Regions from separate parts of the Mus musculus genome. Here all the other regions are linked to region 6. A link is a contact called in public promoter capture Hi-C data. All regions are on one chromosome and are shown on one strand. Each heading gives the region's core, a stretch centred on a gene start, on an enhancer-like site or on the middle of the called end of the contact. The rest is flanking DNA. Distances are from core to core; before and after follow the strand shown. Region 1 holds the start of Stat2 (signal transducer and activator of transcription 2). Region 2 holds the start of Gls2 (glutaminase 2 (liver, mitochondrial)). Region 3 holds the start of Timeless (timeless circadian clock 1). Region 4 holds the start of Rbms2 (RNA binding motif, single stranded interacting protein 2). Region 5 holds the start of Spryd4 (SPRY domain containing 4). Region 6 holds the start of Os9 (amplified in osteosarcoma).

Region 1 (4,182 bases), core at 1,544-4,043, 1.1 Mb before region 6:
GAAGTTTCATATAAAACTGTTTTCCGGGCTGGTGAGATGGCTCAGTGGGTAAGAGCACCCGACTGCTCTTCCGAAGGTCTGGAGTTCAAATCCCAGCAACCACATGATGGCTCACAACCATCCGTAACGAGATCTGGCGCCCTCTTCTGGAGTGTCTGAAGACAGCTACAGTGTACTTACATATAATAAATAAATAAATCTAAAAAAAAAAAAAAAAAAACTGTTTTCCCTGCCACAAAGCAGGCAGAGCCATGTGTGCCCGCCCACTTTCCCCTTCTTGATGCTGTCCCTTATCTATAATGGGAATTAAAATTTCTTCATCATGGGGCTGGAGAGATGGCTCAATGGTTAAGGGCACTGACTGCTGTTCCAAAGGTCCAGAGTTCAAATCCCAGCAACCACATGGTGGCTCACAACTATCTGGAATGGGATCTGACACCCTCTTCTGGTGTGTCTGGAGAAAGCCACAGTGTGCTCATATACATGAAATAAATACATAAATAAATAACTACTTCATCTTGCTCCCACCAGCTGCCACAGGAAGCCCCTAGACACTGATCTGAGTACAGCAGAATAATCACTAGGAATCATTTAATTGCTTTTTTTTTTTTGGCAGGGGGCGGGGGGGGGGGGGAGGAACCATGCAGAAGAGGGGGAGGAGGGACGGTAGGAGGCAGAAGGGGTGAGGACACCATGAGAACACTGTCCACAGAATCAACGAGGCAGGATTCATAGGGGCTCACAGCAACTGAAGCAGCAATCATGGAGCCTGCAACACTCTGAGATGAGTGCTCTGCAAATACGTCATGATTGTTTAGCTTGTGTGTGGGGTGGGTGGGGGGAGTGGAGTGTCTCTGACTCTTTTGCCTGTTCTTGGAACCCTTCTTCTCCTCCTGGGTTACCTTGGCCAGCCTTGATCTGAAGGTTTGTGCCTAGTCTTACTGCATCTTGCTATGTCGTGTTTGGGTGATACCCCTGGGAGACCTTCTCTTTGCTGACAGGGGAGAGGCAGGGGATCTGGAGGAGAGGAGAGATGGGGTGGGGGCACTGGGAGAAGGGAAGGAAAGGGAGGATATGGTCAGGATGTATGAGAGAAGAATAAATAAAAAGGAAAAAATAAAAATCTTACTCTTATTGTACCTAGAGCTGAAAAGCTTAGAAGAAACACAAGTGTTCTTTAAAGGTCACATGATTCTACTACAGAGCAAACATTGCCACCTAGAGTCCAGGCGTTGACTTTCTTTCCTTAAAGGCAGGAATGGAGAAGGGAAGAGATTGGGCAGGAGATCCAATTATTCTCCTTCTAAAAATTTTATTTTATGTATATGTTGGATGTTTTGTCTGCATGTTCACCCACAGATCAGAAGCGGCATTGGATCCTATAGGACTCTAGGATTATAGATGGTTGTGAACCACCATGGCTGGGAATTGAACTCAGGACATCTGGGAGGGCAGACAGTGCTCTTAACTGAAGAACCATCTCCATAGCCCTGATCCAATCTCTCTTCAAACAAAATGTTTGTTTTCATTTTAGCTTTCTTGCAATCCTTGATCCTCGTGCCTTACTCTCTGTGAAAGCTTTGGTTGAGCTACAGCTCCAAACGGGTACTTGACTCTTTAAATTATATGCCTGTATTGCTTCTAAGAAACAAAAACTTGACGGGTGGTGTTGGTGCACACCTTTAATCCCAGCTCTTGGGAGGAAGAGGCAGGTGGATCTTTGAGTTTCCAGGACAGGAGGGCTACACAGAGAAACCCTGTCTCAACCCTCACACCCAAAGTCTGCCTAAGTGAACTAACTGCACGTAGGCTATAGGGGCTGCAACAAAGTACTTTCTCTAGTTGGCTTCACTCTCCGATATCAGTTTTGCACTGAATAAGGTTTTCTGAAATAAACTAGACTTTGTGTGTAACCTTAAGCAAACAGTTTCACCTCTAGGACTATAGTTTATATGTATTATATGTATATAATATATATATATACATATGTGTATATATATATATTATACAAACACACACACATAATGATCAAGGATGTCTTTCTTATTTATTTATTTATTTGTGCAAGGATCAAAAATTATGTAAAGGGCCTCGAGAGATGGCTCCATGGTTAAGAGCACTGGCTGCTCTTCCAGAGGACCTGGGTTCGGTTCCCAGCCCCCACATGGCTGCTCACAACCATCTTAACTCCAGTCCTAGTAAATTCGGCCCTCTTCTGGCCAATTCAGGCACGCACCTAGTACATAAACACAACATGCATACAAATTTTAAAAATATAATAAGGAAGCAAACAAATAAGTAAATAGATTCGCAGAGCAGAGGTTAAAGCTTTGGCTTATGACAAGGATCATAATGGGTACATAGAGCAGCTGCAAGGGTTGCGGAGGAGTTTTGGAAGGAAGTCGACAGGGTTGAGAAGTAGAACTGTGCAGCGGTGCAGCATCCTGCAGGGTGTTCGACTTCAGCCAGAGAGCAGAAGCCTTGTCTACAGGGGCATCACCCGGGGCAGCAGCCCTTCCCGGGAACCGGCTGGCACCTCCGCCCCGCTCCGCACACCCTTTCGGGGCCTGTACCTTCTGAGGGTCCAGTGCCGCTCCTTCCAGTGCTCTCGCTGCAACTTCCAATTCTCCAAGCGGTTCAAGGACCCGTTTTCCACCCTCCCCCGACTCCGGCGGACCAAGATAGCGAACAGCGGAATGGGTCACCCGGCTGGCGGAATGGATCACCCGGCTGTGGACGCTCGGCGTTCCGGGATCGGTGGGGCGACCGAAAGCTTAGCCACGCCCTCCCCGCGTGTCACTCTCATTGGCTGAAACACAACCCCGTTCAGCGCTGGGCTGGACAAGCTGCTTGAAACCACACCGCCGACTTCAGTGATTGGCGGAGAGGGAGAAGCTCGTTAGTGCCCGCTCCCGCCCCCCTAGTCGGGCGGAGCCCAACTAAAGTCTTAGCCAGGAATTCTAGCAGCTGATTTACCCGAACCGAACCGTGAGTTCTAGGGAAAGGAAACTGAAACCAGGGTGCGTGAAGGCACCTAGGACTCCATAGAAAGGGTGGGACCTGCGTCCCTTAGGATAGGGAGGGAAGAGCTGAGGTAATAAGGTATTTTTGAGGATATGAATGATAAATACTGTGGGTTCATGATAACGCTTTTTAATTTCTATAATCACTTGTTCAGGTGGAAGTTAGCCAGCCCCATTAGAGTGTAAAAATCTAAGTTTCAAGAAGGAAATTACTGGCAAGCGATGACAGTATCCCAAACCATCCACCCACCCATCCATCCATCTACACTTCTCTTGTCAGAATTTTCCACTTATTGGTTGTTTTGTTACTATCTCTTGTACGCCAAGACACCATAGTTCTTTAATAAAGGCCACTCCCAGTTAGAAGTTGTACTTTCAACTTCTGACACAAAATTAGACATGGCTATTTCTTCCACAACACCGATATCTGTGGTGGCATCCTTTCCGGTCTCTGGCTGATGGGTGGTCACCTCTGGCTGAGGGGTGGTCACCTCTTTCTCATCATAATAATACTGGATCAGCCGCTGAACCCCAGCCTTCATCGCTGGCTTAAGAGCAGCCGTGATCACCGCACCAGCTGGGCCCCCTGACGCGCCTACCATGGCCATCAAGAGATCATAACCCAGATCTATGGCCCCATCTCGACCTCGTTCCTTGGCCTTGTCAGAGCAGTTCTTAATGGCGTAATACAAAGCTGTGCCTAGGTTGTAGTAGGTGCCTACTGCTGGTAGTAGGTCAACCACATTGTGGACACTCTGTTCCTGATCATTGTCGCAGTCTGTGTTGGAAATCGAACGTTTGGCCCTCTTTGGACCTGGCTGCTCCCAGGCTAAGAGCTGCAGAGCAGAGGACAGGGCATCCACAGACACTTCCCGGTCTGTGTGTCCACTCTTCTGGAGCTCCTGGAGATGGTGGATGAGGGCTTGTGTAGCCTCCACACCTCCTAATCGGTAAAGCTGAAGCTGAAGAGCCCAGACCTCAGCCTGGCAGCCAGCTGCCTCCAGAGCATTCCTTAGAGCCAGGCCTACCAGGAATTTGGAGACAGGGGGCATGTAAGTGAAGCCAGGCAGGGACTTGGGGAGCAGCATCTGGCAGGACAAGGGCTTGTCTGAGGTCTGCATCTGGTATCCCAACTTCGAGGGAGGGAGCACCGTAGAGA
Region 2 (4,106 bases), core at 1,214-3,713, 1.1 Mb before region 6:
GCTCCAGTTTCAGGGGATCCAACACCTCCTCTGATCTCAGCAAGTTCCAGGCTTGCATGTGGTACACAGACACATATACAAAGCAAAACACCTATATACATTTTTAAAAAGTTCATAAACCAAGCAGGATGGTGGTGGCACACACCTTCAATCTCAGCCTTGGAAGTACTGGGAAGAAGAGGTAGGAGGGTATTTGTCAGTTTGAGGACAGTCCTGAGTGAGTTCCAGGACAGCCAGGGTTACACAGAGAAACTTTGTCTCAGAAAAAAGAAAGAAACAAACAAAAAGTATCAAGTGTTTTAAACTTCTGAGCCACCTCTCTAGCACCTATCACAGTATTCTTTTTAAAAACAGAATAAAACGAAGCTAAGTATTTTGGTTTTATTAGGTGTTTGTTTGTTTGTTTGTTTGTTTTAAGACAGGGTTTCTCTGTGTAGCCCTGGCTGTCCTGGAACTCACTTTGTAGACCAGGCTGCCCTTGAACTCAGAAATCTGCCCGCCTCTGCCTCCCGAGTGCTGGGATTAAAGGCATGAGCCACCACGCCTGGCAAGTATTTTATTTTTAAGTGTTTCCTAAGATTTGTGTGTGTATGAATGCCCATGTGAGTCCCTGGGATTTACAGATGGTTGTGAGCCATCACGTGCTGTGCTGGAAATCAGATCCAAGTCCTTTGCCAGAGTAACAAGTACTCTGAATGTCTGGGTCTGAAGCCCTAAACTATATACTTTTAAATAATCAGAATTATTAGAATTAATAATCAGAATGTATTTCCTCTTTGCCAACCTCCTTTACCTTCCAAAGGGAGCCAAGGTTTAAGACCTTTACCAATTAGTTCCCTGGAACACAAGCAGCCACAAAAAACTAGGTCTCCTACAAATATTCAGTCACATCCAGGTAGTAGTGCCATATGACTTTAATCCCAGCACTGGGGAGGTGGAGGCAGATGGATCTCTGAGTTTGAGGCCAGCCTGGGTTACAGAGTGAGTTCCAGGACAGCCAGGGCTACACAGAGAAAGCCTGTCTTGAAAAAACAAACAACAACACAATTCTGTCACATACTGCAGTGAATTGTGATGCGTAAGGAGGACTCAGGGATGCCTCTGGCTCCTCACCCCAAAGGTCTTACAAGGGAACGGATAAGCAAATGGTATTTGCTTACCCAACCATATTTATTGGTGTTGAGGTAGTTTGCTGTGTCAGTCTGGTTCATTTAATTATGGTGTGCATATGTTTCTAAATATCACTAAGCTGATATGATAGGGAAAAAACGGTCCATTTCCTATACTGCCATAATGAGGCAGGAGCTACCAGGACAACGTCCAGCTGGATGTCTGAGGATAACAAATTTCATGCTTTGAAAACACTCCTCTTGGGGCTGGAGAGAAAGCCCAGCTACTAAGCATTCCTGGGCAATGTATGCTGGGGGGGGGGGGGTCGACTTCCTGGGTTGAAGATGGCCCCAAAGGGGAAAAACACTTCAATTTAGAGAGGCAGAGCAACGCAATAGCTGACTGGTTTAGGAACTGTCTCACAATTTTCTCATTTATGAATAATCAACGCATTCCAAAACCAAGTTGGAAACTTGATTATCAGTGTTTTGCCAGCATATAAGATATTCCACGGTTAAGCTCTGCTACAAAAACACTCCGGACACATACGCACCTACGTGCGCATCAGCAATGACGCACACCGCACATTACCCACTGACGACAGGCAGAGACAAGAAACCCCACACAGTCAGACCCAAGCGCACTTGGACCTGGGGCAGGAAGCTGTTCGATATCCACAAAATTCCCTAAAATACTGGGACCAGAGAAGAGAGGCTGGGGATGGGCAGGTGTGCACTCGGCCCTGCACTCAGACACGTGCACCAAGCAACACTCCGCGCCCATCTGCGTTCCCAAATAAGTACGCACCTTGGACAGGCATCATCTCGAAGACCGACCTGCCCAAACGCCCTCCCGGGCGGACAGCACCTGACCGCCCGAGCGCGGCGGACAGCACCTGACCGCCCGAGCGCGGCGGACCCAAAGCCCCACATCTAAAGGAAAAGGCATCGCAGGCTAGTGAGCGCGGAGAGGAGATGAGATGCGCTCGCTCTCTGGGGAAGGGGACTCCCAGGGAGCTAGCGAGAACGACAGTGGGAGTGGGAGCCAGCCTGTCCCCTGCCCCTGTCCCGCGAGCCTTACTGATCCGAGTGCTGCGGCTGGTGGCTGTGCGGCGTCCCCCTGCCCTGCGCTGCGGCCTCACCGAGGTAGTACCGGACGCCCCTGCCCAGAAGCGGGCCCCGGCTCGGATGACCCCAGCCTCCCCGCCGACCGTGGCTGCCCGCGCGGCTCAGCGCGTTCTGCAGAGCCCTCATGGAGCGCATGCCCCCGGCGCGCCACCCGCTCGGCCCGGGCGCTCCAGACGTGCGAGCGGCGGCGAGGAGGGAGGGGCGGAAGAGTGGCGGGCGAGACTAGGAGCCCGGGAGCAGTCCTGGGGCCAGTGGAGCCTGCGGGGGGGGGGTGGGGGGGGGAAGGACCGGCCCGGTGGGAGTGGTTGGGGTCCGGGGAGGGGCCAGTCCGGGACGACTCGGATCCCGCAGGTACACCCATAGTCCCCTCACAGCCTCCAGCCAGGAGCGCCACGGGTTCGATTGAGGAGAAGCTGGAGGCGGCTGGGTGGGGAGGGGGCGTGGTCTGGAGTCAAAAGGGACAGGAACCGCGTCCAATCACTGAGGAGGAGGAACGCTGGGAGGCGGGGAAAGGCGCGGGAGGCTGGGACAGTCGGGACACCGGCGCGCGTCAGAGCTTTGGCGGGGAGAGGATCGGCCTCTGCGCAGTCGGAGTTCGTGGAAACGCGCCAGGGCTGGGGACGACGGAGTGCTCTGGTGCAGATGAAAACGCCACACTTTCAAAGAGAGATGAGAGCGAGCGGGATGCGGGAGCCACGTAGTGACCTTCCATGTTCGAAGGCCAGGGGTGGCCAGTGCACACTTACAGGCAGGCGGTGCGGGCTGCAAACACCCCAATCACGGATGCGCGCTGGCGCTGAGTGGACAGAAAGACGGTCCAGAAGCAGCCCGCCGCGCTTCATTGCTAGGCGTCATGGAGCCCAGGTTCTTAGGTCATTTGGTGGCTGCGGAGGACTTATAGTCTCTCTCTAAAGTTCTCTTTCTCTAAAGTTCACGTATTAAAATAAGCCAGTGAACTCAAAATCTTCCCCCCCCCCACCCCCCCCAGACAGGGTTTCTCTGTATAGCCCTGGCTGTCCTGGAACTCACTTTGTAGGCCAGCCTGGCCTCGAACTCAGAAATCCGCCTGCCTCTGCTTCCCAAGTGCTGGGCCGGCTGAAATCTTTTTTTATTGTTGTTTTAGAAACAGGGCTTTGAGATATAGCCCTTGTTGCCGTAGTACTCAGTTTGTAGCCCGTGTTGGCCTTGAATTCGTGGCCAACCTTCTACCTCAACTTCTCAAGTGCTAGAATTGCAGGGGTGTGCAACACCACACGCATGCCGGTGCGCGTGCACACACACACAAACACACACACACACACGACAAAAAAGCAAAGAAACACAAAACATATACGTGCTCCCCCAATTGTTTTTAGTTTTAAGACCTGGCCTCTCCGTATCTCTTAGAACTTACGAGCTAGACCAGCCTGACCTCAAACTCTCAGATCCACCTACTTTAGGCTCCAGAGTGTTGGGATTAAAGGTGTGGTCTTGGTTTGTAGTGGAGAAAATGCACAAAATTTAGGAGAATTAAAAATGTGGTGGTCAGCATTCCTGGAGTCCCAGCGCCAGGGATGTGGAGACAAGTGGGTCAGTAGTTCAACGTCATCTGAAAGAGTCCAAGGCCAGCGTGGGCTTCGAAAGCTTTCACTCACCTGACCTCAGCCCTCACAGCACTTTGACTTAGCAGGAATTATATTAACAACTATTATTGCATGTGTATGCTATGCCAACCAGTTAGTTTATTTTCCCCTAGCAGTGGCCAAAGAAGCAGTTACTAGGTTTGTTTTGAAAAGAGGAAACCAAATTGGAACCAAGACACTTCACTGGGTAAAGGCTCTTGTTCCCAAACCTGATAATTACTCAGACAATGGTTCTCATGAAACCCCC
Region 3 (4,224 bases), core at 469-2,968, 1.1 Mb before region 6:
AACTCTGACAAAGACAAGGAAGTGGTGCAATACTCACTGAACGACAGGACTGGAAGGAGCCTTTTCTTCTGGCCCGTTCTCAGAGACCTGGTCTCTGGTGAGGTAGCTTCCGTTCTCAGAGACCTGGTCTCTGGTGAGGTAGCTTCTGTACATGCAATCCGACTCTGCTCAAAGACACTCAGCTTTTCCAGGGAGACCACTGGTGTATTGTGTGCATGCTTAGGTGTGTATATGTATGTATAAATATGTGCATGCCCACACACATCTGTAACAGACCAAAGGCCTTTCCTACCTGTCTTTTCCAAAGGTGGGCCTAAGAAGCTGCCCCCCCCCCCCAAAAAAAGATGAAAGAGCTGTCTCAGTTGAAGAATGCTTTCAACATCCAGTGTTTGCTCCATCACACAAAAAAAATTAAACAGAAACTCTTTTATTTATTTATGTTTCCCCCAACTTTGGGGCAAAGTTAGTCCATGTACTCCTGACTGTCCTAGAAATCAGTATGTAGACCAGGCTGGTCTCAAACTCACAAAGATCCTCCTGCTGTGATAAAGGTGTGCTCCACCATGCCAGGGTCTGCTTTTAATCATGTTACCATGAAGGGCTGAAACTCCTACTGCAAGCTCCTTTCCCCCAGTGAGTCTGAAGCTAGCCTGGTCTACACAGAGAATTCCAGCCCAGCCAGGACTGAGACCCTGTCCTTTTATTTATGATTCATCTTTCTGTGTGTTCCTGTTCATGGGATTCAGTTCTCTCCTTCCACCATGAGGGCCCCTAAGACTTCATTCAAATCCTCAGGCTGGTAACAAGCAACCCAACCTGCTGAGGCTTTGTCTGTGGGGTAACTAGCTTGGAGGGCTGGATAAACTGAATTACTGGAATTTAGGGCAACTGCACTTAAGTGACAAGAACTCTCCAGCAGAGGGAGTTCAAGTACCTTGAGGTACGAGCGGACGCGAAGCAAACACATCCTTTCCCTGAGGTTGGAAGTCAAACTGGATGAGAAAAATGTCAGGGACGCAAGACACCCACCTGGGTAAGCAAAACCGTACGCGACCAAAATGGGGTTTCAAAGTAAATGTAAAACCACGGGCTTCAGTTTTTTTGATTTTTGTTTTCCAAAACAAGGTTCTAGTGACAGCATCAAAGACAAAGAAATGACACTCCAGGAAAGAAGCTTAACTAATGGCTCTTGTCCTAGCTGACACCCCTAGAGGTTGTGTCCTTCTTAGGCAAGAGGATCGAACCAGGCCTATGAAGACCCCAAAGCCTGAGAATCCTGGCTCCTGACGACCTCCAGGCCACTGTGTCTTCGGGTCTGGACTGCAGAAGGGTTCTGTTCTACTCTCGGAACTCGAAGATCCTGGCCTCACCGTCCCTTCCCTAGCCCGAGCTCGGGGTGTGCAGAGACCCGCGAAAACCCGGCAGGTCTCCGGCGCGCTCGCCCGGGAGCAGGATCAGAACGCGCGTGCGCGCCGGGAGCCCCGCCCCCGCCCTTCAACCGCGCGGCGGGAAAGTAGCCGCTCACTGCTCCGCTGCTCGCCGCCCCGCCGTCCCACCACCTCAGGGACGCCCGTTGTCGGTCCTGGGTCCTCCGGACACACTCACCCGCTCTCCGCGAGTCCTCTGAAGCCTCGCAGAGCCTGAGGCCCTGAGGTGCGGGGTCGCAGCCTTTCCCGCCACTCGGCTGAGAGCGACCAGTCTGCGCCTGCGCGGGCGGGGGCGGGGCGGGGCGGGGCGGGGCGGGGCGGGCAGAGCCACTTGACTCTAGACGAGAGAGGGAGGATTGGATAAAGAAGGGAAACCCAAAAGGACTGTTTTATGTGAGTCGGGCATCTGCGTTAAAGTAAAAAACCAAAACGCTATGGGTTTTCTACTGAATTATAATAAGAATCAAGATCGAATTAAGGGAGAATTTACAGACGTACTTCCCCTTCCAGTCCAGTGGACTATTCCAAAGTCTTAAATGGCTAGTTAGAAAAGATGTGTTTTATTTGGGAGGAAGTGGAGAGTTTGATGTTTGGGGTGGAGTTTTGGGTTGTCTGTCTTCTTACAGGCATATGTTTTAAAGCTGGCAAGGTATATACAGGAAGCTCAGAATAGAAAGATCTGAAATAAATATTCCTTGTTCGTTCAGGGTCACCTGCGCCCCTGTTGAGACGATGCTGTTTTACGAACAAATACAAGATAGGGCTCCAAAAGAAAAAAAAAAAATCATCTCTGAATTAAGCGTTTAGATTGAGGAGATCGATATCTGGGTCATGAGGGAGAGTTAGCAGAAAGGATAGCCGAGAGAAAAGTGAAAAGACATACAAAAATAAAAGACTATGGAGCTAGTGATAAAAGTACAGAGATGCCATTTGCAAAGTTCAGTTTGCTCTAAATGAATCTTCCCCCACCCACTCACCCCACCCCCGTCTTGCCCCTCAACTCCTGTAAATTTGCTTCAGACACCAGATTTCCTGTTTTAGCCTCAGAGAGCAATTCTGGGCTTCAGCACCTTCTGTCTGGGGCTATTAGGCAGGGCCTTTTAAACTTGCCTAACCCCTGTTTCTATTGGAAGGTCCGTGGCTCAAGGCTTCTGAACACACAGCCCAGCCGGTGGATGTAGGCAGGCTTATGTGGCTTTACAGAACAACTCAAGGCCCGTGTTTACTTTTCTCTGGGATGAGCATCCATGAGATCCGTAGCCTATAGTCTCCCATTAACTCCCTCAAAACTTAGGTACACTTGTGTGGTGATCTGGAAATAAAATCTTGGATTCCTCTCCCACCAGACCTCCTAACCCCTGGAATGCCTTCCCTCCTCCTTTCTTTCTGCTGTCTGCTTCCTGAGAGGAACGACACCCCACCCACCCCCGTGACCCTTCAAAAATCAAGGTGCATATACTTGAATGGAAGCAGGGTAAAGGCCAGAAACTCGGGTTCCCTGTGCTCACCAAACTGGGGTGGGAAATGACATACATGTTGACACCTCTTTCCCCTCCCCTAGCTTCTGTGCCCGCAAACTCAGACACGGCCACACGCACCCACATTCATATGAACAGTCGTGCACACACGGCGAGGGTAGCTGGAGCGGGGAGGAAGGGAAGTTTGCACTAACCAGTCGTGAATGCAACTTGAAAGATTTCACACAGCAAAAGGGGGAAAAAAATGAAAAACGTAAGTTAAAAAATAAAGAAGTACATGACCCTCCCCACAGTCTCTTTCTTCATCCAAGGGCCGGTTTGGCCCTCCCTGAAACCCAGCGGCTTTCTGCGGCTCTCTCCAACTGGAGCTTTTACAGGGCCTGAGTCTTCAGTTCGACAGGTTCCCCTGTACCCTCTGGCTGTCCATTGGAGTCACTGGGTCTGGCTCCCTTCAGGATAGACAGTCTCTCAGAAACACTCTTGAGCCGGGGGAAGAGGAGAAAGTCATAGAGTAGGCTGCCCAGGCCCCCTCCGATGATCGGGCCCACCCAGTACACCTGTGGGAAGAGAGGAGGCATGCTCAGGCTTCGGGACTCTTCAGGAAAACACAGCATATCCTGCTCTCAGGCGCACAGCTAGGCATTAGTGAAAGCTAATGTAGCTTTTTGTTCTTCCTGCTGCATTTGGGGCTCTTCATGTGAATGAAGCCTGTGGGCTAGCACTGAACAGAACACCAGCTCTCTTGGTTCGTTTGTTGGTTGGTTTTAAAATTATAGACTCAGTGGGGCTGAAGAGATGGCACAGAGCATTCGCTGTTCTTGCTGGGGACCCAAGATCATTTCCTAGCATTAACATGGCACCTCACAACCATCTGTGACTCCAGTTCCCAGGGATCTAAATGCTCCATCTGGCCTCCAAGGGCACCAGGCAGGCACAAAGTGCACAGACACACATGCAAAACACCCGTATATGTTAAAAAATAAAATACAGCTGTGCATGGTGGCGCTCGGCTTTCATGTCCGCAACAGTGAGACAAAGCAGGAGGTTCTGTGGGAGTTCAAAGCCAGCCCGGTGTACACAGCAAGTTCAAGGTTACATAGCGAGAACTGTCTCAGAACAACAAAAGACCCAGAATAAAACAAAACAAAACTTAAATTGTCTAGAAAAATCTAGACTCTGCTGCCTATATCCCAAAACCTGTCATTTTCTTCTGGTTTACTAACCGTTTTATTTTCTTACTCCTCCATCCTACCTCTACCCACTTAGCATGCATATATTCTATTTGTTGTTATTTTTGAATTAGTCTACTATTTCTCAGA
Region 4 (3,900 bases), core at 799-3,298, 1.1 Mb before region 6:
TCTTCTCCCTTGTACCCCGTGGGTCCCAGGAATTAATCCAGATCTTTCAGCACCTTTACCTGCTGAACTATCATGTGAAAAAAAGTATAGCCTAGGCTGGCCTTTTCCCTCAAGCTCTGCAGTGGATCCTACGGTCACTGGTCACTCTGTGGCCTTGGCTGGCCTCAGGCTTTTGGTGATCTTTCTTCATACATGCTGGAGTTCCAGCTTTAAGCAGTGTATCACCATCCCTAGGCCATGCTTTTTCTTCTTCTTATTATTATTATTTGTTTTTTGAGACAGGGTTTCTCTGTATTATTATTAATTAATTAATTAATTAATTACTTTTTTCTCTTTCTTTTAAAAGATTTATTTATTAGAATAAGTTCACTGTAGCTGTCTTCAAACGCACCAGAAGAGGGTATCAGATCTCATTATGGGTGGTTGTGAGCCACCATGTGGTTGCTGGGATTTGAACTCAGTACCTTTGGAAGAGCAGTAGGTGCTCTTACCCACTGAACCATCTCACCAGCCCTATTAATTTTAAGATACTTTTTTTTTAAAGATTTATTTATTTATTTATTTATTTATTTATTATATGTAAGTACACTGTAGCTGTCTTCAGACACTCCAGAAGAGGGCGTCAGATTTCATTACGGATGGTTGTGAGCCACCATGTGGTTGCTGGGATTTGAACTCGGGACCTTCGGAAAAGCAGTTGGCACTCTTAACCACTGAGCCATCTCGCCAGCTCCAAGATACTTTTTTTTTAATGTTAAAAAAATTAGCTTGGCAGTGGGGGTGCACACCTTTGATCCCAGCATTTGGGAGGCAGGGGTAGGCAGATATCCAGGCCAGCCTGGTCTACAGAGTGAGTTCCAGAACATTCAGGGCTACACAGAGAAACCCTGTCTCAAAAAATAAAAAATAAAACATTGTGTGTGTATGTGTGTCTCTGTGTGTGTTTTGTGTACTTATGTATGTGTATATACGTATGCATGTGTATATGATGGGGGGGGGGAGTGGGAGAGGGAGAGAGAGCACACATGTGTGAGCATGCTGGTATCCATGGAAGCTAGTGGCCATAGAGGTGACTGTGAGTCACCTCATGTGGATGCTGGGAATCAGCTGTGCTCTCCTGGAGTAGCAGCCATGCTCTTAACCCCTGAGCCAGCTCTCCAGACTCCAAAATCTTTCTTACTGCATCAAGATCACCCTAATATAAGCTGGGCCTGGGCGTGGTGGTGCACACCTTTAATCCCAGTACTCGGGAGGCAGAGGCAGGTGGATTTCTGAGTTCGAGGCCAGCCTGGTCTACAAAGTGAGTTCCAGGACTGCCAGGGCTACACAGAGAAACCCTGTCTCAAAAACCAAAAAAAAAAAAAAAAAAAATCACCCTAATATAAACTAGTCTGAGCTCTGAGCTCTCACACACGGTATTGCCATATAGTCTTCTTTCCATGCTCTGGGAGGCAGTCAAGATGGTCCTTTTACACTAAGCTTGATGTCTTTAAATATATATATATATATATATATATACTATTTCATTTATTTCTTTTTGTATGTGCATATGTGGGCATGCCACATTGGGTGCTGGGGTCGGGGGAGAAAAATTTTTGGTAGCTGGTTCTCTCCTTCTACCATGTAGATCTGGGAACTGAGCATAGGCCTGGCAACTTACTAAGACATTTTTCAGGCCAAGTTTGAAATCTTGTAGCTGAGATCTCAGGGAAAGAAAGCTTCAAATCAAAACAAAACAACAACAAAAACCATTGTCTTTTATTAATAATAGGTTAATTGTCTTTTCATAATAATCAGAACTTGTTCATGGAGAAACAGGGTTACATTTGAAAAGGATTAGACCTAAGAATTCTTCTTTCTAGCTTGAACTAAGCCTATGAAAACCAAAACCAAAACAGAACATCCCGGGCATTAGGACCCAGTGGAAGTGGCTCGTTCTGACTTTGGGTTAACTTCTCTCAGTGACGTAAGGAGCAGACCTAGCTCATTCTTCCCCGCAGGCCCCCCCCCCACTCCCTCTCTCTCTCTTGCGTGCTCCTTTTCTCCTCTTTCTCCTCCCCCTCCCTTCTCCCTTCCCTCCCTCTTTCCCTCCCTTCCTCTCTCCCTCTCCTTTCCCCCTCCCCTCCTCCCTCCCTCTTTCTCCCTCCCTTTCCTTCACTCTCTTCTTTCTCTCTCTCAGCTCCGTAACAGTAAAGAAAAAATGCTGCTATCAGTGACTTCCAGGCCTGGGATTTCGACTTTTGGCTATAACAAGAACAACAAGAAGGTAGGAAAAAAGTGCTTTTGGGGAATCAGCTACTTCCTTTCCTAGGGATCCAGGAGCGCCCTTGGTTTTAGAATTCTCCTTTAAGAGGGGAACGAGATTCCTCTGTCCCCCTTCAGCGCCTCTCCTTCCACCGCGTCTTTCCTGCCTTTTTGCACCTGGTTCTGGAGTTAAAGGAATTTAGAGCAGAAGTTTGTGAGGCTGGAGGAGGCAGCGGAATAAAAACAACCAACTTTGCAAGTTTGTATCTTCTGAAACGAAGTTAGTCTGCCTGTCTGCTGCTGCGCCCATGGTCCCGGGGATAGTCTGACAACTCAGACCTTGTCCCTAGGCTCACACCCGGCAAGATTATTTTATCATTTTGGTTAATTGCATCCACCCTTACCCCCACCTCACTTCGCTTTTTACTCAACCCACCAGATAGCAGAAAAATTACAGGTAGTTTGAGAGGTCTCAAGGCTCATCAAGAATTAAGTGTGTGCTTCTAGACGAGAGACCCTACCCCACCCCACCCATCCTGGCAGAGGAATTTGGGGAGATAACATGCTTTGGGATTAAGGCAGAAAGCTCTGTGATTCTTTGGGTCATGCCTTTTGAGAGGATACTTGGAACCCTGCAGATAGCCAGGCTTAGCAAGGATCCCTGGAGTCTTTATGATTAACCCCTGGCTGCCTGAGGAGTTAAGGTATGTTTGAGTGAATGAACAGCCTGGAGAGAGATAGACAGGCTTGCCCACATTTGCCAGAGAGTATCCTTGGCAGTTTCTTGGCATTTTGTGGTATGCAATGCTGGAGGAGGAGCTTTGAGCCATAGCAGGAAGACTTTTTGGTCTCTTTTGAGCATTACAGCTGTTCTTTAAGAAAACACGTGGTGCAGAGATCTATGCTTGTTTGATGGAATGTTGGAGGTGGGGAGAGATTCATATCCTCGTGGACCTGAAAAGACCATTTCAGAGACTCGAATACTAGTATCTCATCAGGGCAGTACTCTGGTGGGTAGTTTATGTGGTTTTCATTCTGTTTATGTGCTTAAGAAAGAAAGCTCTACAGCCAGGTGATGGTGCAAGCCTTTAAATCTAGTACCCAGGAAGCAGAGGCAGTCCAATCTCTAAGTTCAACACCGGCCTGGACTACAAGCAAGTTCCAGGACAGCCAGAGCTACAGAGAGAAACCCTGTGTCAAAAAACAAACAAAAACAAAAAAAGAAATGAAGCTCTATGCATATTTTTGATTACACACATATACAAACATTATATTATATATTTCAATAGGTATTAACTGATGCCCTTCTAATATATATATATGCATATATATATATGTTATATGTGTATATATGTATATATAATTCATTTTATATGTATGTGTGTTTGAAAGGGAACATTCCACCTATCTTTATTCTCCTCAGCTCTTTATAGTACTGTATACAAGTTTCATTCTCATTTTCTATTAGTTTTGGGTTTTGAGACATGGTCTCCGTCTTTGCTCCAAGTTGGCCTAAAACTCACTCTGTAGCCCAGGCTGGTCACAGGATCACAGATATGAATGAGCCATTGCCTCTTATCTTTTTCTTTCTTTCTTTCTTTCTTTCTTTCTTTCTTTCTTTCTTTCTTTCTTTCTTTCTTTCTTTCTTTCTTTCTC
Region 5 (4,298 bases), core at 265-2,764, 1.1 Mb before region 6:
AGGCGGAGAGACTCGGAGGTCGTGCAGCAGAAACAGAAAAAGGCAAACGAGAACGGCTTCGTGACCAACCCTCTTGGTCTTCGCCTATGCGCCAGAGCCTTCCCACCGTGCTATACAGTTCCTTCCCTTCGGCATTTGCAAGTCTGCAGCAGGTCCCTCTCGTGTTTCCTTCCTCTCTTACCCTGGGCCACTCCTGGAAAGTGAGGTTACTCTTCCCAGTTTTGAGGTATGCGACATACCTCAAAGTATTAAAAGTAGTTTTGTAATTAGAAGGGGAAAAAAAAAGTTAACCTGCATCTCTACAGTTACGGGGCTGAAAAGGCTGGGCCTGACTGAACCCTAGTGGAGAGAATGAGTCACTGCACCACCCCACACACACTTTCAAGCTCATTTATACATTAAAAAATAATGAGGTAGCCGGGCGTTGGTGGCGCACACCTTTTATCCCAGCACTCGGGAGGCAGAGGCAGGCAGATTTCTGAGTTCGAGGCCAGCCCGGTCTACAGAGTGAGTTCCAGGACAGCCAGGACTTCACAGAGAAACCCTGTCTCGAAAATAATAATAATAATAATAATAATAATAATAATAATAATAATAATAATAATAATAACAATAATAATAATAATGAGCACAAGTCATGTTGTTAATCCCAGCACTCCGCGGGCTGAGGCAGGCCGATCCTTGAGACCCTGTCTCAAACTATAATAATAAAAAACTGATATACAGAGAAACCCTGTCTCGAAAAAAACAAAACAAAAACAACAAAAAAAAAACAACAAAAAAAAACTGAGCACAACCTGGCACTTGGGAAATTGAGGCAGCAGGATCTAGAGTTTGAGGCCTGCAAAGGTTACATAGTAACTCTGTCTCAGAAGACAGAACAGTAAGCTTGAATGTAGACACATTCTGTCCAAAGAGAATGCTGAGGCTCTGGGAAACGGATTTACGCTTTTTTTTTTTTTTTTTTTTTAAATAATGTGTGGTGCTCTGCCTGTCCTGGAACTTGGTATGTAGACCAGACTGGCCTCGAACTCATAGAAAACTGCCTGCCTCTGCCTCCTGAGGGCTGTGTGTCACTCCCCCCGCCCCCCCCGGATTAAACTACTTTAAAAAAATACTTCTTTTATCTTGCCAGACTTGGTATCGCATGCATTAATTTAGTCTCAGCACTTGGGTGGCAGAGGCAGGTAGATTTTTATGAAATTGAGGCCAGCCATGACTACATAATGAATTCCAGGCCAATCCAGGCTACAGGAGACCCTGTTTCAAAACCAAACAAATCAGAGACTCTGTTTACACAGGCTCTCTGGGTGTGTGTGTGTGTGAGAGGGGTATCCTACTTAGTTGAGATATAATCAGTACGTCTCTTCACGTATTGATCTAGCTCGCCAGACTAGAAATCACCGAGATACCGATTTCTCACGACACTCGCGTCTCGCACCACGTGCTCCGGGCGCGGACCAGTCATTGGTCGGTGTCCCCTGGGGGCGTGCCCCGTGCATCTGTGGCACAAGATGGCGCTGCCCTTTGCACGCTGTTGGAAGTTGTACCGCTGGGGCACCAAGCGATGGGGGGTCCCTGCTGTGGAATCCCGGAGAGGTAGGCATATTTCTTTTTTACTGTCACTCCAAAGTAGTTAACGTGTCATTCCCAGAGCGCGATCAGAGAACTCCACTCCTCATTTCTCCTCTCTCCCCTCTGCCTTGATCTAGCAAGATTCCAAACCTGGGGCACCGGCTTCTGGCTTCCCCAGTCAGTGATTTGCAGCTCCCAGGGCTGTCTTACTAAAGCGGCACCTCTGCTCTTTCCATGTTAACATTTGACATTGACTTTTCTCGATTTCCCGTCATCGCCTGGACAGCTTTCAGATCAAACACAGCCCTAGGTTTACGAGTTCTTTTTTGCTCTGCCCTCAGGCATCAGTTTCAAACTGGAAGAAAAAACGGCCCACAGCAGCCTGGCACTCTTCAGAGGCGACACGGGTGTCAAATATGGCTTGGTGGGACTGGAACCCACCAAGGTGGCCCTGAATTTGGAGCGCTTCCGGGAGTGGGCAGTGGTGCTCGGAGACACCACAGTCACCAGTGGCAGACACTACTGGGAGGTAACAGTGAAGCGCTCCCAGCAGTTCCGGATAGGAGTGGCAGACGTGGACATGTCCCGGGACAGCTGCGTTGGTGCTGATGATCGTTCCTGGGTGTTCTCCTATGCCCAGCGCAAGTGGCACAGCATGTTGGCCAACGAAAAAGCTCCAATTAAGGGTATTGGGCAACCAGAGAAGGTGGGGCTGCTGCTGGACTATGAGGCAAAGAAGCTGAGCCTGGTGGATGTGAGTCGGATCTCTGTGATCCACACACTACAGACAGATTTCCGGGGCCCAGTGGCACCTGCTTTTGCTCTTTGGGATGGAGAGCTGCTAACCCACTCAGGACTCGAAGTGCCCAAGGGCCTCTAATGTGGCCAAGACCCTGAATCGTGCTCATGGTCAGCTTTCTGTCCTTAGTGTCTAAAGCGATTTTACTTTGTTTCAAGCAACTGGTAGCTCTCACAATTCTGTTGGGATCCTTTGTGCAATATTGTAGCCATCTTCCCCTGGGCCCTACTCTGTAAGAGCTAGGTATACAGCCAAAGTCGCCAGTTTCCTAGGTCATCAGGGGATTCGCCTCCTCAGGCCAGTTCTTTGGGTCCTTCTACTTGTGCCCACACACCTTAGACTGTTCAGTCCTGCGGTCCTGCCTCTCGGCCCGTCCCTTATCCACATGTAACTTGTTTTGGGGGCTCACCAGATTCTCTAGAGTAAATGCTCTCTACCTCTGGCTGGAGGAGTGGCAGCCACAGGCTTGGCCTTTTCTCTGATGCACCTCAGATTCTTGGGTTCTGGCTTCCTCAGTTGTACCTCAGCACTAGAGATGTCAGTCCAACCCAGATGCAGCTATCTCCACTCTGAGTCCATCTGTCTTCTGGATACCTGATACCTAGGCAGTTTGCCATAACCATTGTGCCAGTTATGTGACAAAGGGAAAGAGACACTAGGGAGACATGTATGGCTCTGGTGCCAGAAACGTTACCCTCGATAAGTTCCTTCTGTGTATCTGCCACAGTTCAAAGCTCCAGAAAAAAGACAACTTTACACAATCCATTTTGGAGCCTGTTCAGACCCACAACTCCCATCTCCCTTGGCCACAGAATGTACTTAATAAAAGCAGTATTTTGGTTTGAGGAAAACCTGGTGAAACAGTTGAATATGTATGCGGAATATTCAGTTTGGACTTGTCTGACCCTGGGTGCTACAATGGTGATAACTGATGATGTCCTTAGGGGAGAAAGAGAACGACTAAATTTAGCAAAATATAAAATAAAAATTATAATTCATGTAATTAAAGTTTATTTGAACACAAAATACTCTGTCTATAAAATTGCTGTCAGCAGTAGCAGCGTGTCCTGGCTAAGATGGACAGATCTCCGCAGACTTCTAAAGCCACGTGGTTTGGCTCTCACCCATTTCTCTTACTCTGCGGCAGATACATATGCATGTAGCTAGAGGCTCTCCAAGGAAGTTGCTTGTTGGCATGATGATTTCTTCAGAGAGGAAAAGGGGACCTGGGTAAAGACCCGGGCTACTCTCGAGCTGTATCTGGAGGTCTCTGTAGCTAGCTCTGCTCAGGTATCCATTGAGGCTTTTCTCTGTGCTGTGCACTGAACTGATGGGGCGTTTTGATTCTCAGAAAACACTGGCCTGTGTCACCAAATGGCTGTGTCGATCCCCAAGGAAGCAGCTTGCCGTAGTATTTTTGGTGGCTGTGGGTTAAATGTGTGGCCAGCTCATGCTTTTTCTGAAGCAGGGACTGCCCCTGGGCCTGTGCTCATACCATGCTCTCTAGATTCTCTTTGGACAGGGTCTCAGCTGCCGCCTCAGCTTGAGTCTCAGAGAGCAAGTAGGAGTCATGGTAATCTTGAAGCAGTTTGACCACCTCCAGGTGGTTGAACTGCACAGCATCGTCCAGGGGAATGTTGCCCCACCTGTGAGGAGCAGGGATCACAGTTAGGCAAAGAGGACTCGGAGAGAGCCATTGTTGCATGTGTATGCACAATGGCCGGAAGGCTGACCTCCTTCCCTTTAGAATTAAATATTACTCACCTGTCCTTGACAAAAGGATTCACTTTGCAAGCCTCGATCAGAAATTTGACAACTTCAATGTGCCCTAGGAATATAGGTAGGAGGAAAATGAGAGCGTGCAGGTAGGTTCTGAACTGTTTGGTGTAGACCCTCGGTAGCTAGAGTCTGTACCAGAGGGGAG
Region 6 (4,020 bases), core at 329-2,828:
GAGCTAGATTTTTCTATGAACTCAGGCCTACACCAAAACACTTTTCCATCTACCCCTGCCTCTTCCACCCCAGGCATCTCTCTAGCCTCCAATTTGCTTTTTCCTTTCTGACTTGCTTGTTTTGGTTTCTTTCTTGTGTATTAAGGATTTCCCTTAGATAGATAACTGTGCTTGGCTTTCCGAGTTTTTAACTGTGAGGTCTTATGAAGATCTGATCGAAAAGTCTGTGTGCAGGCACATAACCCAAGGTGTTAAAAGCAGGATATGTGTCTGTGTATCTTTTAGATTTTCCCCTGGCGTGGTGAGCTTCCCCGCAGAAATTTTCCAATGGTATATAATGTCTCTCGTTTGCCGTTGTCTAGGAATTGATATTCTCAGGGTTGCTAATTCAGTTACCGTCTGTTTCCAGCTTCATTTCCCTTTTGTTTTTACAGGTTTTCCCTTACAGTCTGGACAAACAGACACTTTACCCACATACCCAAGACCCAGCCCAACTTTAACCAGAAGGCCCTTATTTTTAGTTCTTCCTTCTCCTCTCCCCTGCCTTCCTCCTCCTTGTCTCCTCCTCCTCCTCCTCCTCCTCCTCCTCAAAGATTGCTATTCATAAGCTGGGCTGGCTCCTACTGTTCATCTTTTTGCCTCAGCTTATAATTATAGGCATCTACCTCCACTGTTGGCTCCATTATTATTTCTTCTTCTTTTGAGACAGAGTCTTATGTATTCCAGGCTTGAACCCAACTCTATGTAGCCAAGGATGACTGCTTGGATTCCAGGTGTGTACACCAACTGTGATGCAGCTTGAACCCTGCTAAGCCAGTGTCTGTGTGTATTTGAGAGTGTGACTCAAATATCGAAGGCTGGTCTCAAACTCACAATATGGAAGAGGATGACCTTGAATTATTGAGCCTCCTGCCTCTGTGTCATGAGTGTCGGGATTACAGGCATGCACTACCACACTCTCCTTCTTAAAATAATTTTATTGGAGGGCAAATTCAGGTTTTGACACAGATTATTTGGTTGTTGGTAATATATTATCATATATGTGTATATAAAAATATGTACATGTATATTTGTGTGTATATAAATGTAAATATGTACATAATTATATATGTACATACATAAATATCTGTGCGATATATGTATATTTTTATGAAGAAGCATGCTTCTGTATAGTATATTTTGAAAAGATATTAAGTAACTTCCAAAAATATCCCCCGCACTCACCATCCGCTTCAATATTCTGCCCGATGGAGATGCCATACATTGCAAGAAATATATGAAAAATAGTAAGAAGGTTTATTTCCGACAGCTGGGGATGAGACAACAGGCAAAAGAACACAGCCACATACCACACCTCAGGATTAAGGAGCGAGGAGGGGAGGGGCCCAATCTCGCCGATGATTGGTTGTTGCTCTTGGCCAATCAGAAACAGCTATTGATTTTTACTAACAATGCGACCCGCCTCCCTGGAGGCTTTGACGCCACGTTTACAAATGAGGATGCGTTACGTAAGAGAGAGCTCCCGGACAGCCAATGAAAGCTTGGGGCGCTAATGGGCGGGTGAGGCCGCTGCCAGGTTTGGGGCGGAAGGGACATCTCTAGCAGAGACGGAGCGGAAGATGGCGGCGGAGGTGCTGCTGTCCAGTCTGTTGGGATTGCTATTTCTAGGGCTCCTGTTACCTGCGCGTCTGACGGGCGGTGTCGGGAGCCTGAATTTGGAGGAGCTGAGTGAGATGCGTTATGGCATCCAGATCTTGCCGTTGCCTGTCATGGGAGGGCAGGTAAGGGGTGTGGGGCGAGGTGAGGGTCCTGTGCAAGAGGAAGGGGCGCACGGTGGAGGAGGAAGGGCAACTGCGCACCGGGCTCGGGAGAATGGGGGAATGGAGAAGGGATGGTGGTGTTCCTGCGGTCCTGCTGGGAATGGCAGGCAGACCCATCCTCGGAGACCAGGCACCGACAGGGGTAGGGCTCCCCACTGTAGACCTTAGTTCCCCAGGTCGTAGTGAAATCACTGGGACCCCGCCGGGTGGGGAAGCGAGAACGCCCTCTCCTCCGCTCAGCCGGGGCAGCTGGAGGACTTGTGGCTTATTCTCTCTTCCACTGGGCACGTCCCCAGGGTCTGAAGAGGGATCTCGTTGTTCTTGGTCCCAGCCTCTGCCTCCCTGCCCCTCTTCCCGACCCTTCTTTCCCAGAGCCAAGCTTCAGACGTGGTGGTTGTGTCTTCAAAGTACAAACAGCGCTATGAGTGCCGCCTACCAGCTGGAGCTATTCACTTCCAACGTGAAAGAGAGGAGGAGACGCCTGCTTACCAGGGGCCCGGGATCCCTGAATTGTTGAGCCCAATGAGAGATGCCCCTTGTTTGCTGAAGGTGAAAGGAACTGGGGTGGGCGGAGGGAAGGCTTGGGAACCGGAATGGAGGCCAGTGGGAGTTAAAGGGCCATTGGTGTACTAGATATGTTTGGGGGGGGGGGAGCGTGGGGGGTGGGGTGGGGGCGTGCAAAGCAAAGACTCTGCTGAATGTAGGGAAAGGTTAAGATAGAAGATCTCAAAATAGGTTAAACCAACATCAGAAGGACGGTGGTGGGACCAGAAGAGCTGGAGCCTACCTGTAAAGTCACCTCCTGCTCCTATTGCTCATTACCTCAGGATGCCATTGTATTCCACGAAGTTCAGTGAATACTTGAACCTGTGGGAGTCCTCATCCAAGTGCTTCAAGGATACCATGATTTCTTATCTTTATGGAGGGCAGGGAATGATTTATGCCTGTGATCCCAGGTGGGTCACAGAGCATCATAGCCCTGTCTGAGAAGAAAGAAGAAAGAAGAAGAAAGAAGAGAAGAAGAAAAGAAGAAGAAAGGGCATGGGTGGGGATCAGTTATACTTTAGATGTGCGTCTCCAGCCACGAAAAGAAAACAGCTGTCCCTTCTCACAGAGTCGAGAATGCGGGAGGGGAGAGAAAAAGGGAGGTGAGAACTAAATGACAGGTTATATATCTCGGAGCCAGGAGACTGTGGTTTCACAAGGAGATCATTTTCTTGCCTCCTGATTGTTCCTTTTTCCACTATCAGACCAAGGACTGGTGGACATATGAATTCTGTTATGGACGTCATATCCAGCAGTACCATATGGAAGGTGAATCGCTCCTACACTCCCCCTAAGCCTTCATGACCCTGTGTGGTTGGTAACCTTCCCTCCCAGTCCTCCCTTCTAGGCCTCATCATGAGAATAGTGGGCTTTACTGTGGTTTCCCTTACAGACTCGGAGATCAAAGGTGACGTCCTCTATCTTGGCCACTACCAGTCCTCCTTCAACTGGGACGACGAAACAGCCAAGGTGACTGGGGTGTGGGGTTGGATTGGGGACCGGCTGAGCGGCAGATAGAGGGCCCAGGCAACAGGGAGGGTCACATTGAGCTGGTGTGCCTCTTGGGGTTTGGTACCCATCAAGCCTCCTGGGCTCTGTTCTGTGATCCCCCGGTCCCTGCGGGAGTGTGTTCCCTTTCTCACGCCCTCTCCACCCCGCCTCATGTTTTCTCCAGGCTTCCAAGCAGCATCGGCTGAAACGCTACCACAGCCAGACCTACGGCAACGGGTCCAAATGTGATCTCAACGGGAAGCCCCGAGAAGCTGAAGTTCGGGTAAGTCTTCCAGGAAAGAAAAGGGTCCCTGAATAACAGTAGTCTGCCTGCTAAGGGAGGAGAATGCTTATGCCCTGGAGTCAGAGGATCTCTTAGGTGTCCAGCCCAGTCTCAGCTGCATCTTCAGAGGTAATTTAACTCTTCGTTTACCACAGGCTACCCTCAGTACTTCTAGCCACATTTAACCTTTCCAGCATCTCCTCTCCTTCCCCCGCTACCTAAGCTGTAAACGTTAGCGCCTGCCTTTGACTCTTCTTGCTCTGGGTGTAGCAGGGAGACATTGGTCTTGACTCTTCCGGCAGAACGGGGAGTGAACAGGAAGCTCCTGCGTGTAGGGAAGGCCTGAGGTAGAGGGGAAGACAGACGCTAAAGTGAGAAGCG

What was found. Promoter capture Hi-C pulls out the DNA fragments that hold promoters and counts their contacts.
Region 1: a contact with region 6 is called in a promoter capture Hi-C map of pre-B cells, with 2.5 times the contacts expected there. The contact joins the promoter of Stat2 here to the promoter of Os9 in region 6. A contact is called at or near these places in 4 of 39 promoter capture datasets (the C10 cell line, cranial neural crest, hippocampal neurons and 1 more), 1 of 115 datasets of contacts at active chromatin or transcription factors (bone marrow-derived macrophages) and 3 of 9 other capture datasets (adipose tissue, liver and pancreatic islet).
Region 2: a contact with region 6 is called in a promoter capture Hi-C map of pre-B cells, with 4 times the contacts expected there. The contact joins the promoter of Gls2 here to the promoter of Os9 in region 6. A contact is called at or near these places in 5 of 39 promoter capture datasets (cranial neural crest, hippocampal neurons, liver and 1 more).
Region 3: a contact with region 6 is called in a promoter capture Hi-C map of pre-B cells, with 3 times the contacts expected there. The contact joins the promoter of Timeless here to the promoter of Os9 in region 6. A contact is called at or near these places in 7 of 39 promoter capture datasets (the HPC-7 cell line, the SN4741 cell line, cranial neural crest and 3 more).
Region 4: a promoter capture Hi-C map of pre-B cells shows a contact between it and region 6, with 6 times the contacts expected there. The contact joins the promoter of Rbms2 here to the promoter of Os9 in region 6. A contact is called at or near these places in 5 of 39 promoter capture datasets (cranial neural crest, hippocampal neurons, liver and 1 more).
Region 5: a promoter capture Hi-C map of pre-B cells shows a contact between it and region 6, with 4 times the contacts expected there. The contact joins the promoter of Spryd4 here to the promoter of Os9 in region 6. A contact is called at or near these places in 2 of 39 promoter capture datasets (cranial neural crest and pre-B cells).

What each region holds. Positions count from the first base shown.
Region 1 is chr10:128,269,109-128,273,290 of GRCm38.p6, reverse strand. It overlaps Stat2 (signal transducer and activator of transcription 2), which reads right to left and starts at 2,793. Exons shown (of 24, transcript NM_019963.2): 1 at 2,574-2,793. It overlaps Apof (apolipoprotein F), which reads right to left. Exons shown (of 2, transcript NM_133997.3): 2 at 2,041-4,182. The coding sequence ends at 3,332.
Region 2 is chr10:128,192,992-128,197,097 of GRCm38.p6, reverse strand. Gls2 (glutaminase 2 (liver, mitochondrial)) reads right to left here and starts at 2,463. Exons shown (of 18, transcript NM_001033264.3): 1 at 2,191-2,463. The coding sequence starts at 2,372.
Region 3 is chr10:128,229,557-128,233,780 of GRCm38.p6, reverse strand. It overlaps Timeless (timeless circadian clock 1), which reads right to left and starts at 1,718. Exons shown (of 29, transcript NM_001164081.1): 1 at 1,606-1,718. Mip (major intrinsic protein of lens fiber) reads right to left here. Exons shown (of 4, transcript NM_008600.5): 4 at 1,969-3,462. The coding sequence ends at 3,277. Gm26847 (a long non-coding RNA gene) reads left to right here and starts at 718. Exons shown (of 2, transcript XR_380941.4): 1 at 718-1,033; 2 at 1,126-3,191.
Region 4 is chr10:128,174,716-128,178,615 of GRCm38.p6, reverse strand. Rbms2 (RNA binding motif, single stranded interacting protein 2) reads left to right here and starts at 2,048. Exons shown (of 13, transcript NM_019711.2): 1 at 2,048-2,266. The coding sequence starts at 2,201.
Region 5 is chr10:128,209,010-128,213,307 of GRCm38.p6, reverse strand. Spryd4 (SPRY domain containing 4) reads left to right here and starts at 1,514. Exons shown (of 2, transcript NM_025716.2): 1 at 1,514-1,599; 2 at 1,917-3,400. The coding sequence starts at 1,515. The coding sequence ends at 2,455. Gls2 (glutaminase 2 (liver, mitochondrial)) reads right to left here. Exons shown (of 18, transcript NM_001033264.3): 17 at 4,139-4,202; 18 at 3,304-4,020. The coding sequence ends at 3,864.
Region 6 is chr10:127,118,718-127,122,737 of GRCm38.p6, reverse strand. It overlaps Os9 (amplified in osteosarcoma), which reads left to right and starts at 1,578. Exons shown (of 15, transcript NM_001171026.1): 1 at 1,578-1,781; 2 at 2,193-2,369; 3 at 3,071-3,134; 4 at 3,259-3,335; 5 at 3,541-3,639. The coding sequence starts at 1,620.